2 separate regions of the Mus musculus genome follow, and region 2 is linked to region 1. A link is a contact called in public HiChIP or PLAC-seq data. All regions are on one chromosome and are shown on one strand. Each heading gives the region's core, a stretch centred on a gene start, on an enhancer-like site or on the middle of the called end of the contact. The rest is flanking DNA. Distances are from core to core; before and after follow the strand shown.

Region 1 (6,665 bases), core at 811-3,310:
AGTCTTAGTTTGTGATCTTGTGATTTTGGAATGTGCCAGGGAAGGGAAAGGCTGGGATGCTGGGACCTGAGCTAGAGGCCTCAGTGGCCTGAAGAGAGTTCTCCTGAGTCAAGTCTATAGCTCCAGAGCTGACAGCTTCAGGTTCACTGGTGCTGGAGTCAGATGTCAAGTGTCTTGTGTAAACAATTGGCTGTTTCATAGAGGATGACCCATATTAAAAACAGACAAAAACAAACAAACAAAAAAAAAACAAAACAAAAAAACAACAACAACAGCAACAACAACAACCTGCAGCTTTTCCTGTTGAGAGTTTCCTTCCGTTTGCTCCCTCGAATCCCTTTCCATGAGTGGCCTTAGATCATTTTGTTGTTGTTGTTGTTGCTGTTGTTTAAAGAAAGGCAAGGGATAAACAAAAGTATTAACCTATATACAAACTAGAAAGGTTGCCAATGTGTGGGAGTGGAGCCTCTTTCTGCTTTTCTGTATCTACTTGCTGGCTTGGACCGGGTTGCTCGCTCCTTCACAGTCCCTGCAAGCCACTTCCAAGGGGAATCTTTTGCTCTGGTCTCCAGGCTAAATTCCTTTTGTGTATGTGAAATCACAGCGCCTTTTCTTTTCTGGAAGATTCCTCACAGATCTCTCTCTCTCTCTTTGTCTCTCTCTCTCTCACTTTACATTTAAATGTTTTTATTTTATGTTTCTGGATGGTTTGCCTGTGTGCGTCGATGTGTACCATGTGAATGCAGTGCATGTCAAGGCCACAATAGGTCATCATATCTCCTGGGACTGGAATTACAGACAGTTGGGAGCCACCACGAGCATGCTGGGAATTGAACCCAGGTTCCTTAACAGCACGGCTGTCTCTCTGGCCCTGTGGAGAGCATTTTTAAGAGTCATAAAAGCAATGCACCGTTCCTTACTGCTTGATCTCTTTAGACATCTAGATACTGTGAGTAGCCTTTGTAGCAGCTTCTGCATACACTCAGGAATCATGTAGGGAGGTTACCAGAAAGGTGGGGGCGACAGACACAATAAAAGCTTTGAATCAAGGATATCTTCTTCTTGGCTGCTGTGGAATTTTCCAGGGCCTCTCTGAATAATGTTATCTCCCTGACTTTCTACTTATGTTAATCTGTCTTTCTAGTACAAATTTCTCTTTGCTTCCATTTTCCAAATTAGTTACAAGGAGGCTATGAGTCACTAGGAGGCAAGGAAATTAAAATTCTTCATGGGGTACAAAGTGTTCAGTACCATAAAAAGTATGAAGTCACCTCTGGGGAGATGGCTCTGTCAGTAAAGTGTTTACCTTTGTTTATTATGTTAGGGCCCAAGTTTAAGCACCAGAACCCATGTGAAAGCCAGATGCATGGTGTATGCATAGTGTATGCATAGTGTATGCATGGTGTATGCATGGTGTATGCATGGTGTATGCATGGTGTATGCATGGTGTATGCATGGTGTATGCATGGTGTATGCATGTAATCCCATGTTAGAGAGGGAGAGACAGGCAGATTCTTGGGGTTCATTGGCTAGTGGCTGAGTCGGTAAGCCCCAGTTCCTAGTGAGGTATCTCATGTCAAGAAAAACATTGGATGGTACTTGAGGAATGACATCCAAGGCTATTCTCTTGTGCCACATGTATGTATGTGTGGCTGCACACACACAAGTTCACAGGCCCACACACAACTGTAGATTCAGAATACAGACAGTCAAGTCAAACATCCGTCAAATTTTATGAATAAATGAACTGAGGCACACTATTGCAGCAAAGCTGACTGGCTAGGGATGGGAAACTTGGAAGTGGTATTTGCTTTGAGTCTCCCTTCCTCAGGTGTCCATCCTTAGGGGGACCCGTTCCCCATACGGTGACAGTGTCAGAGGCCACTTCATGGGATAGTTTGAGGAGTCACAAAATTCTGTGATGAAGTTTGTTGGTGACAATTTTTGTATGAATATGAAGCATTGTTCTTGTGACTTGGTCATGCCTATGACTGCTCACAAGAGAAACCTAAAGATAACGTGGCATGTGGGAGGTAGCCTTGTAGGTGTCTGTGACTATCAACCCAGAACCAGAAATAGCAGTGGGGCTCTGTGGAGTTGCTTAGCAATGCAAATGGATGTGGGATGAGAGCAGAGGAGAGGCTGTTTACTAGGAGGGAAGCTGCACCCTGGCTGGCTTTCCAACTTCATCTGCAGTGGTGTGTGAGCCATGCACTCCGAACTTTATGTTTCGAATACCCACTGGCTTGAGCCACCTCTGAAGAAACCATTCATCCCCTGCACCCACCGGGATGGGGGTGTGGCTTTGAGTGATTGCTTTCTTTCCTGAAGGATGTGGCATCTAGCGCAACATGGAACCGCAGCGTGACACACACGTCACTCAAGGAGCATGACTGAGCGCATATCAACACGAGAGAGAATGAATAGTTACAAAAATGTCTGTGCGCGTTACACAGATATGTTGGTTTGTCTTACATATGATAATTATTCTGCAAATTTGACAGATGAAAAAGCAGAGGGAGAAAAATTGACTTGTCAAATTATAGACATATTGGGGGCAGAACATTGCCTTTTTCCTCTCTACTCAATTCCCAAGAAACAGCCTTGCCTGGTGCCACAGGCTAGGGTTGCCGGTGAGTGTGTGTGTGAACGGCTTCAGCAAATGAATCCTGAATTTGAAGTTAGAGGATTTTAGAGAAAAGCTGAGGAGACAAGCTTTTAAAACAGGCTGGGTTCTGAGGAGCTACAATCTTTGCTGCCATGTTTGATCATCCCTCAGATTTCAGCAGCTGACTGGCGGGTAAGCACCTTGGGTACAGCGCTCTCCTGCTGTAGGCTTCACATGCGTGGTCCTAGGGGCAGCTAAAGGAAGCCTGCCGAGCAAGCCAGTGAGCAGTGCTCCCATTGGTTCCTTTCTCTGCTCCTGGTTGAGTTTCTGCCTCGCTTCCTGCAATGATGGATTGCAATGAGACATGCAAGCCAAACAAACCCTTTTCTCCCCAAGTTGTTTGGTCATGGTGTTTATCACAGCAACAGGATGTAAACTAAGACAGATGCTTTGCAGCTTCTAAACTCTGTCCCCTCACTGAAAAACTGGCCTTGGGGACTAGCCTTCTCTCTTGAATTCTGCTGACCTTTCTAACTACTTCTGGATCTTGCCAGCTTCCCTTTCAGCAAAAGCTTCCAAGTGTGGACAGCGGTCATTATCCCACATTTCCTGCCTGCCTCTGTCTCCTTCTTAAGATCATCTGCTTCTAAGGCGTGTGCCCCCATACCTGGCTCCACCTTAGTCTTCAAGCTGAAGTCTCTCCTTGAACCTGGAGTTGGTGGATTGGCAGGGAGCTCCAGGGATTTTCATGTCACCCACTGCCCCAGCAGTGGTATTACAAGCATGTGTCACCAGGCCTGGTTTACACGGCTTCTGGGAACTCGATTCAGGTTATCCTGCTGTGTCCTGGACTTTTTACATGGAGCTGTCTCTGCAGCCTCAGTGACCAGTCTTAACAATCAGGGAGTGCGGTTAACACAGAATAAAGGGGCAGGAATGGCTGTCTACAATCCATAAAATGGCACAGGCCTAATCTTTATATATTATGATGAGAATGCTGGAATGTAACCTATTGCTGGGTTTTAACATTTTCACTTTTAATTCTCTGTGTCTCTGAATCTGTCTCTGCATCTCTCTCTTTCTCCTCTCTCTCTCTCTCTCTCTCTCTGTGTGTGTGTGTGTGTGTATTTGCACATGACTGCAAGGGGTGTTGGATCCCACGGAGTCTCGAGTTACACAAGGTTATGAACTGTCCAACCTGGGTGCTGCTTCCTGAACTTGGGTGCTCTGTTAGAGGACTTGGAGAAGAGAGGAGCCAGCAGAGGGCTGAGGAGCACTGTGGGTAACGGTCCTTCTGTATTTTAAGAGGGAGTGAAGGGGCCTTGGGAGCTCCCTTCTGGTTTTTTGGATCTCATGTACCTAAGATACATTTCAGTTCTGTTTTGTGCTAAAACCCAAATCAGATTAACAAAAAGGAGGCAGCCTTTCTCACTTTGCAATGAGTTCCAAACAACAGAGGAATGGTTAAAATGATTCAGCGGAGACAGATGGCTTTCAGAGAACCTTCCAGAGGGAGGATATTAATGATTAGGTAGCTGCCTGCAGGGGTTTTATTAGAAATACACTCTTCATTTGCTCTCAGTTCCAAGGCATGCAGGAGATCCTGCCAATCTACAGAGAGTGGCACAGCCCGAGCTACTCTGTGGCTGTTGTGGCTGAGAGCTCAGTAGCTTTAGACAGTTATTTATTCTCTCATGGATCTGAAGACTTTGAAAATGAGGCTGCCAGCAGGACCACATTCGTCCTAATGGCCCTCCAACCTATTATGTTGGGAGACAATACAGTCCAGAATAGCTGGGAAAATAAGTGTGAACCTTTGCTATGCCTTCCACATGGCATTTAAGAGAGAGCACCCTTCACCCCAAAACATGTAGTTTTGAAAAAAAAAGTCAATAAAAAGGCAGGGTGGTCCCCCAGGCTAAGGCTGCTGGCTGCTAGCATGTAATTGAAACCGTGTCTACCCTTCACTGTACTGCTGTGCTTTACAAAGCAAAACATCAAAACCCACCCCAATTATATTATCTATTAGATTGTTTTTGTATTTGAGACCATCCTGCCAAGCTATCCCAAGTTTGCTATTTTTGGAGGACAACACCCATTTAGGATATTGCAGGCTTCTGGAAGTAAAATTTTCATTTCTAATATAGTGTGTTTTAAAAGTTGATTCATAAATGCCACTTGAAAAACTGGAAGGTAGTGTGCACCATTTACCTTGGGATGAGCTTGAGTTACAGGAGCTCCAGGGGAGTTTGCCTCACACCCACACCTTAGCTCCAAATGTCTTCAGGCTTAGTAACACTGACGAGATCGTTCTTCATGGTCAGACTAACAGGACTCTAAAAGGAGCTGGGAATTTTATTTTCAGTTGTATTTTCTCAGGTGAAGTGACAGATTCAACTGGATGTGTAAGGAATATTTATTTGTCTGTCTCTCCTATGTGACAGGAAGGGCATTAGGCACCAAGAACAAAGGGCAACAGAATCTTGTTGGTGTTTGCCCTTGTGGAGCAGACAGGAGCCAGGAAGGAGCATGACACAGTTTCTGGAACTAAAGGCCATAAAGCTCTTCATGGCAGGGCTGTTCCTCTTAACTTATTTGTATCTGAATAGTTTAGATTGATTCTCTATCTATCTGTCTGTCTGTCTATGTATGTATGTATGTATGTATGTATGTATGTATGTATGTATGTATCTATCTATCTATCTATCTATCTATCTATCTATCTATCTATCATTTATATGTCTGTCTACCTTCCTACTTTTAGTATGTATGTATGTATGTATATATGTATGAATGTATGTATTTATGTATGTATTACCTCTAGTATCTATGTATGTATCTAAGTATGTATCTATCACCTATGTATGTATGTATCATCTGTGCTATTTACCTATTTCTACAATTATGAAATGAATCAATATTTTACCTGCCACCTATCTCACATTTCATCTATCATGTGAATCATTTATCCTTCATCGGTCAACCTTCTTTCTATCCTTTATATATTTATCCTCCTTTGATCATCTATCTACCTAGCCACCTAATCTTTCATTGTTTATTATCTTTGTTTCTATATAAAATGAAGTTGAAATTGATCAGGCTCTTTCATATAGCTTTATTTCAAAAAGTTGATCCAATATATATTTATATGTGAAATTTATGTATATGACTGTTTTGCCTGTATGTATATCTGTGTACCACATGTACTACTGGTGTCTGCAGAGGGTAAAAGTGTTAGATTCCTTGTAACTAGAGTTACAGATAGTTGTGAGCTGCCATGTGGCAGCTGTGAATACAACCTAGGTCCTCTGAAAGAGCACCTAGTGCTCTTAGCTAATGAGCCATCTCTCCAGTCCCAAATCCATATATGTTTGATGATATATAAGTTGATGAGAAAATGATTTTAACAAAAGCCACTTGGGGCTGAAGATGTGGCTTAGTTTGCTCACACATCTTGCAAGAAGCTTCTCTGGGTTTGATCCTCAGTGCCATGTAAAGCAGGCATGGTGGTGTATTCCTGAATTGCCAGCACTCAAGAGGCAGATGCAGGAGGGCCAGATGCTCAATTTCATACTGGATGACATAGTCTAAGGCCTGGCTGGGCTACATGAGACCTTGACTCCAAAACGAAACAACCACTTCCCAACAGCACCACCCACCCCAGTACATATTTATCTTCACTTTAAAATGCTGAAGAACTTCATGGACATTAGTGTTTGTGTTGATGGAGCTTCCGACTCCCTGTGTCAGATGGGGCTTCAGCTGTGCATGTGTAGCATTGTCTTGCAGAGCCAATCATTTAGCTACTTTCCAACACATCATGTACTGGGTAGGGTTGCTAATTGAAACAGCTTCAGCATCACTAGGTTGAGTCCATGACTTCCCTTTAGCTAATTTCATCCCACAAGCAAACCCAGAATGTCTACTTGGACATTGTCATAGTTCATTCTCAAGGGTCTACTTGGTGTTTTAGGTTGTTTGAGTCAGCTATTTTCACACAGAATGTACTACTTTTAGGGGTTGGGGGATTAGATCAGTTTGTAGGATGCTTGTCTAG
Region 2 (7,194 bases), core at 3,269-5,768, 700 kb after region 1:
TTAATAATGGCATGGTTCAGAACACATCTGACCCTCTACCAGCATCCCCAAGGCTGTGTCCACAGTATTCCCTCTTGGAAACTGCCTTCACTGACCACACCTAAGCTATCAGCTTCTCTTACACATAAAACAATAGAGCTGGAGCTGCAGAAAAGGCTCTGAGCTAAGAGCACTTACTGCTCTTGCAAAGGACTCAAGTTCAGCTCCCGGGATCCACAACTGCCTACAACTTCAGTTCCAGGGGATCTGATGCCTTTTTATGTCCTGTTCTTGCATGCATGTGGCACACTTAGAAACAAGTAGGTACAAATATACATGTAAATAAATATTGAATAAAATTTCACACAGACACATATACATACACACACAGAGTCACCTATGCCAACACTTGTACTCGTCTGTCTCATGTATGTGTGTGTGTGTGTGTGTGTGTGTGTGTGTGTGTGTGTGTTGCATGTGTCTGGGAAAGCTATTCATAAAGAATATTGTCTCTAGTTATGAAATATGTTAAGCAAAATATTTTCATGCAAAACACTTTTTCTATAAAAAAAAAAAAAAGACAGATTGCACCCAGATTCTACGATTCTAAATGCTAAGAAATAAGTTGTTTTACCAAGAACAGGATGGGAGGTGGCTGAGACTGACTGTGTGAAGTGGAGATGGCCAGGGTGGGACCTCAGAGTTCTCAGGGGAAAGAAGTTGTTTGAGAAGGCAACTCACACCGCGTGATTACCTTTAAACAGAAAAGCCTTAGCTATGATTTATCGTGCTGAGTTGATCTTAGAAACCGGTATTTATTTTTACAAAATATTCTTAACTCTCTGTGGAGGAAGAACAGTATAAAACCTGTCCTGCATGCAGGTTATAATAATTTTGGCATGCAGAGGCTAACGGGTACACCATAACTAAAATATGCAAAGAGGCGGGAGTGTGTATGTCACTTGGCACACTTCCAGCCTTACGAGTAGCAAAGGCATCATGCCATGTGTCCTCAGAATGACTACATTTCCTCTGGGAAACTTCTGCTCAAGACGTTAGGAGAACTTCTCCTGTCTTCCTCACAAGTTTTATGTAACACCTTTTATTATATTTATTTGTGGTGGGGAAGCTTGTGCGTACCATGGCACGGTCCTAGAGTTTAGAGGACAACTTATGGGAATCAGCCCATTCCTTCTATCACGTGGATCCCAGGGGTCAAACTCGAGTCCTCAGGCTTGTTGGCAAGCACTTGTACCTGCAGAGCCATCTCCTTGGCTCCTTCTAACTCTTTTTTTAAAAGGCCGGAAGCAGAACAAACACTGCTGTGGTATTTGTTATCTCTGGTGATTCCAACACCAGGTATTCAGTCTTCTGCAGGCTCCAAAGCTACAGGCTGAGAGGGCTATTAATAAACCTCCTTTAAAAACAGCTGGAAAGGAATTAAAGCCTTTATTATCCAAACACAGATAACTGTGGGCCCAGAAATGATTTCTAACAATAGCAAAAGATACCAATCCAATCTTTTGGGTTTGCAATTAGCACTTGAGTGATAGTGTTCTAAATGTACATGACTAAGTAAGTTGATACTGGGTGGCAGCTACAATACAGTTAAACAATAGCTTTAGATCTGTAAAGGTATATTCTAGAAACAAATTTAGCATGCACTTACAATTCCCCAAATTCCTCCCTCAAAGCAAGGATTGTACGCATATCATCATCACGTGGCAAGGTAATTTCAATGCCTTTAATAATTTGGGGAAAGTTCTTGTGTAGTAAATGTTAAGTGGATGAAAGAATACACACCAGAAGCCAAAGGTGTTAAAACGAGAACACAAAATGCAGGAGTCCCATGCCCCTAAGAGCTCAGAGAAGTTGTATGTACTACAATCGCTGAGGAGAAGGGAGGAGGGGAAAGTGTAGGAACTTCCTGGACAGATATTCAAAGACACTAGCTGGCCTTAAATGAGCAAAAACATGCAAGTGTTTCCTTCTCCACTGACCCTACCATCAATCACTCCCTATCCTACGCAAAAGTACTTCGAGTAATCGGTCTTTGCAAGAAGAACCTCCACGCTTGCACCTGTCTGCAATGATCCATGGGCTTTTAAGGAACTCCTTCTGTTTGCCACATACCTCATTGCTAGATACTAAAAGAAGAGCAGCTTTAAGAGGTATCATAGGACCTAGGAAGAAACTGGTTGATGTGGTTAGGAAGAAGTACACCGAAAGAGACTCCTTGGGGCCCATTTCACACGCGCACCTCCGATTCACCTGCACTCACACTGGTTTGTCCAGGTGCTGAGCTCTTGGGAAGATGTTTCAAAATGTCTGTGATTAAAGTCCAACAGGAAAGAACTGCTTAGAAAACAAACTTGCATCTTCCTCGCCTCCCTCAGATCTAAGTCCATGATTCTGCTGAAATAAATCCCAACCAAATGCCATGTAGTTTGAAAACAAATTAACTTTTTGGGTTTGGAAAAAAAATCAGTTCTCACTTGCCTATGAGATTCAGATATTCTTTACCCAATTTGGCATCAGTGTATTATTCTTAAAGATAAGCATTTATACAGTGCTCTGAAATTATTATCACATTTCTGCTAGGATGCCTCATCTACAGATGGGTGACCTGCACCACAGCACATGTCAAAATCCAAGCAACACACTGCGCTTCCTGCTCCCGTAGAGAAACCCTTTCTCTATCTTCTGTTCTTGTGATCTCAACAGCTGCTTGTAGATATCCACCCTATTCTAGTACATTCCACTATCCCAACAAGGACTTTGTAACAACTCATTACCTCATTTTGGTGTAAAGCCCAGCTCAGTACTCCAGACTGCTGCCACTTGGCAAAAAGAAAAAAAGAAAGAAAGAAAGAAAGAAAGAAAGAAAGAAAGAAAGAAAGAAAGAAAGAAAGAAAGAAAGAAAAGCTAAGTTTTACAAAAACAGAGTGATGATCTTCTGCATGGCCAAAGGTGCATAACTGATTTAAATCCTATTAGTTCTAATCTATAGCAGCTAATATATCATTTTAAAAAGTAGAACAGGAATTAAAAGTCAATGTCCTAAAGCTTTAGAAAAAAAAAAAAACCCTGTCACATAGACATGCAGAAGATCTAGAAACTATTTTATATACACAAGAAAGTATCGACGAGTCAAAAATGGCAAAATTCTTTCCTTAGGGACATTTCATTTATGAACTCCAAAGCACGGAAGCTTTTTAAAAACTCACAGTTCTGCACATTCTCCACCCACCTCTTTCATGTTGTTCTCTAAAGCCCTCACGGGAAAGATGAAATTCGGCTTTGTCACTTCACCCAGGTATGACTCTTGCTGGGTCTTTCTCTTTATTATACAAGTATGCTGATGACGTAATTGCAGAAGTTCGTTCTACTCATGTAGCTGGGTCTTGGTTGGGATTTTTTTTTTTTAAAGACTGCCTCCTTCTGTGTCATGGAACAGTTGTAAAACAGAGCCAAGCAACCTCACTTCTTAATAGTAAATCTTTATGATCATCACCCAAGGGACTGGTCCAGCTCTGGATAGGCAGAACCATCCCAAAGCTCAGCTGACCCCAGACCTGAGGCTCAGCTGCACACCTTTAGGTGACACCAACACCAGGCTTGGCTTTTAACCCTTTCCTAGAAGCGCCCAACTTTTAAATCTCTTTGACTTTCATTTTCACCCATTCCCAAACCTTAAGGGACTGAAGAGAACCCCCGACTCTTAGCCCAACCTTGTTTGCTCCTATGCAGTAATTCCCCTGAAAGTTGACTGCAAACTAAGCAAACAGTTATCATGCTGCATTCAAAACCATGATTTCCAATAAATCATAATTGATTATGAGCCTAGAAAAGCAAGCTTTTACAGGGGTATCCCCTATATGGATAGAACCGCACTGTGATTCAAAAGTGCGGAGAGAAAGAACCATTGGGGTGGGAAACAGACAGAGGCTAAGATTCATGCAGATGAAGCAGCTCAGCGAGGTAAAGAAAACATACCTGAGGGATTCTCCTTCTAAAAACGCACACAGGCCAGCTGGGTTGTTGTTCCCCTCCTTTGAGGGTAGATGTATTTTCCGTCCAGGAATCCCCCTTGCAATTGTGTTCCTAGGCTCTTTTCCTTTATTCCAGCCACAGATAGTTGCAGGAGGCGCAGGCAGCGTTCCTGCGCCCGCCCAGACTCAAGTGCAGCCGGGCATGCCTTTGCTCAGGAACCCGGCTTGCGCGCTGCTCTTATCAATTCTATCGCGCTCCCTGGGTAGCCTCCAAAGCAATTTTACAACTTAGCTGCTGGCAGGAATCTGCCTTTCACTCCTCTCCTTGCCAGATTCCTTGGGCGGCTCATTTCTCAGCCCTTTCTCTAAGAAGGCAAAATGGGATCCCTCTCCTTGTTGTTGTCCTGGCTCACCCACAATTGACAGTGCAGAGCAGCAGCCGAGGAGTGTGTGCTGGGAACTTCACACAGCGGCTGCAGCCCGGGATCCTCCGATTGCAGCAGAGACCTGAGCTCCTAGCCTCCTCCCTTGGAGTCCAGGCTCCCTCTGCTGCGCCAGCTGCATAGAGCCACTCTAAGAGAAGGCTCCTCAGCCCGGATCCCTAAGAGATGCTCTGCTGCCAGGTGTGGTCATCACGACTTAAGCACACCTCACTAGCAGGGTCACGGCTTCCTGCTGGGGAAATGAATGGATGTGGATGCCAGGTGTTGCCTTCATCCCTGGGTAGGGGAGGTGGGGATATAGGGGTGGGGGCGGGGGCCGTGGGGATCATAGGTGACCACCATAGGGCCAATTTTGCTACTTGCATTAGTAAAACAGATAATTATTAAATTAATCATGGTATTTAATAATAATTATTATTTCACATGCTATTGACTGTGTTTGGAATCACACAAAGTCCACTGTCTAGTCTGGCAAGATACCCTTAACAGAACCCTTTTTTTTTAAAGAGGGAGGCAATACCTTGGCCTTCTCTCCCAGCAGGGTTGTTTTTTGTTGTTATTGTTGGGTTGTTGTTGTTGGGTTTTTTTTGTAAGCAGTTGTAAATATGAAGGTTGATCCCTCAATAATTAGGATTAGACACACATACACTTATCAAAGTAGGCAATAGAGAAACATGAATGCTCAAAGGATTTTCTTTCTCCTGCAATAATGTCTTCCAGATCTGGCTGAGAATTGAATGGGGCTTGCTTTTCCTTTTAGCTTAGCTGAGTAGAGGAGGTGGGGGGAGTAACCACTCCTACTTTCCATCAATTAAGCATTTTTTAATCCTCTAACCCTCCTGTTGAAACAAATATAAAACGTACTGCATCTTAAAATAGAGCCTTAAAGAAGCTCAAGTCTGGGAATAATTTGTAGGCTTTAAGCTGCATCTGGTGTTCTGGCTTACTTATTTTATTTCCTTTGCTTTGTAGAAAATGAGAGGATGGGGGCTGGAGATATGGTTCAGCCCCTCCCCATATATATATAAAGCATTGACCATATAAGCACGGGGATACAAGTTTACACCCCTGGCATCTTTATACCAAGAATGGATGGTGCACGCGCGCGCACACACACACACACACACACACACACACACACACACACGAGCGATAATTGAATGGTATTTTCCCAATCAGGAAATCCTATCAACTAGTGGCTAAGATAGAATCAGATGCACAAAGTGTGCATCTGACTTATAAGCCATTATTTCAGCCCATGTAAGGATAGGAATAGGAATGTCAATTTTAGAGATGACACTCCCATCAACATGTGAGATGCAGCAGCAGCAGTGAACACACCCAGTGAAGCCCATTTAAACAGTTTTGGATACAACTTGTATAAAAAGGCCCATTCCAGGGCTGAGGACATGGCAGTCAGTAAAACGGTTGGTTGCTGTGCAAGTTTAAGGCCCTGAACACAGATGCCTAGAGTCCATGCAGAAGGCCTGCACAGGTGGTTTAGTCTTCTAATCCCATCAATGACAAGCTAGAAGGTGGAGAGACAGAAGAATACCTGGAGCTCACTGGCCAGTGGGCCTAATCTACTTGGTGGAGTTCCAGACCACTGAGAAACCCTACCTCAAACAAAATGCAGAAATCATCTGAGGAATGACCCCCAAGGTTGTCCTCTGACATACGAACAGATACAGACACCCACTCACAGCCACACATACACAAACACACGTAAACATACACACAGATACACATCATACGTATTCTTCCTACCAACTATAACAACCAGTCAATAACATTATGTGATTTGAAAACAAATATTCCCCAATTTGACACAGTATTTATGCCAGATCTTGGCAGGTGGCCCTCTCTATTCCTAGCTCCTCAGCCTCACGGTTAGCTTCATAGCGGCACAGCTTCCCCAACCTGCTGCTTAAGAGCCTGTTAATGGACACAAGCAGCTGCTCAAGGTCTAATGAACCGCATAAGGGGCAAACACTGGGGCATTGTATTCTCCGCCATCGGAACTCACCAGAGAGGCCACAGGACAAAGCTCTGCTGCCCTCGGCTGTAAGCGCTTGAGAGCAACAAGGGAAAACTGGTGAGCTCTAACAGTGCATGACAGGGCAAAACCTGACTTTTTAATGTCTACTCATCCAAGCTTGACGAGGCATTGTTTCGAAGGATGTCCTTCAGCACGAAGGAGGAAACTGTCCTTATGACTTTTCCTTTGTGTACAAGAACCAAACCAAAGTGCTGCAGTTACACCGAGCCAAGAGCACTCAGCACCCAGAATAATGCAAAGGATGCCTGTCCTCAGCCAGTTGTGACATGATGCTGCTCAGTGTTTAAACCTGCAGAAGGAAGTAGAAGATGATGCTGACTGCGTGTGGTCTACGACAGAGTGTGCATGCAGGTGCTGTGAAGAGCTCTGAGAAATAACTACACTGCAACTTGACCCTGACAGGATGCAGAACCAGAGTGGTAACTATCAGTTTTAGGGCGTGGGAGGAAGTAGGATTGGGAGCTGCAGCAAACCTGGTGCATAAACCCTGATTAAGGATCATGATGCTGGTCCTAGATCAAAATAGAAATGGTTCTGAGCTCTACACGTGGAAAAGTCATGTATTTGGAGGACACGGGTTGGAAACAAACTACAGCATATATGCAAAGAGTGGGGGAGCTCCTTGTCTTTAGTGGTCTGCATCGATACCAAACTCCCAAGCAAAACTTCCTTGGCCCTCCCTGGGTAGTTTCCACCTGCAGAATGTCTCCTCTAAATAACA

Evidence for each region. HiChIP or PLAC-seq counts read pairs in DNA pulled down with a chosen protein or histone mark.
Region 2: an H3K27ac HiChIP or PLAC-seq map of SST interneurons shows a contact between it and region 1, with 11 times the contacts expected there. The contact joins the promoter of Unc13c here to the enhancer-like site in region 1. A contact is called at or near these places in 1 of 484 Hi-C or Micro-C datasets (cortical neurons) and 6 of 115 datasets of contacts at active chromatin or transcription factors (SST interneurons, acute myeloid leukemia, craniofacial prominence and 3 more).

Annotation. Positions count from the first base shown.
Region 1 is chr9:73,271,736-73,278,400 of GRCm38.p6, forward strand. No RefSeq gene overlaps it. Among named protein-coding and RNA genes, the nearest start is that of Gm27211, 83 kb to the left of the region's middle. Within about 2 kb of position 2,061, at least 19 of the 459 cell types and tissues checked have an H3K27ac peak or open chromatin away from gene starts, as enhancers often do. A contact at or near this core is called in SST interneurons and cortical neurons, where this site is marked.
Region 2 is chr9:73,964,519-73,971,712 of GRCm38.p6, forward strand. Unc13c (unc-13 homolog C) reads right to left here and starts at 4,519. Exons shown (of 33, transcript NM_001081153.2): 1 at 3,976-4,519.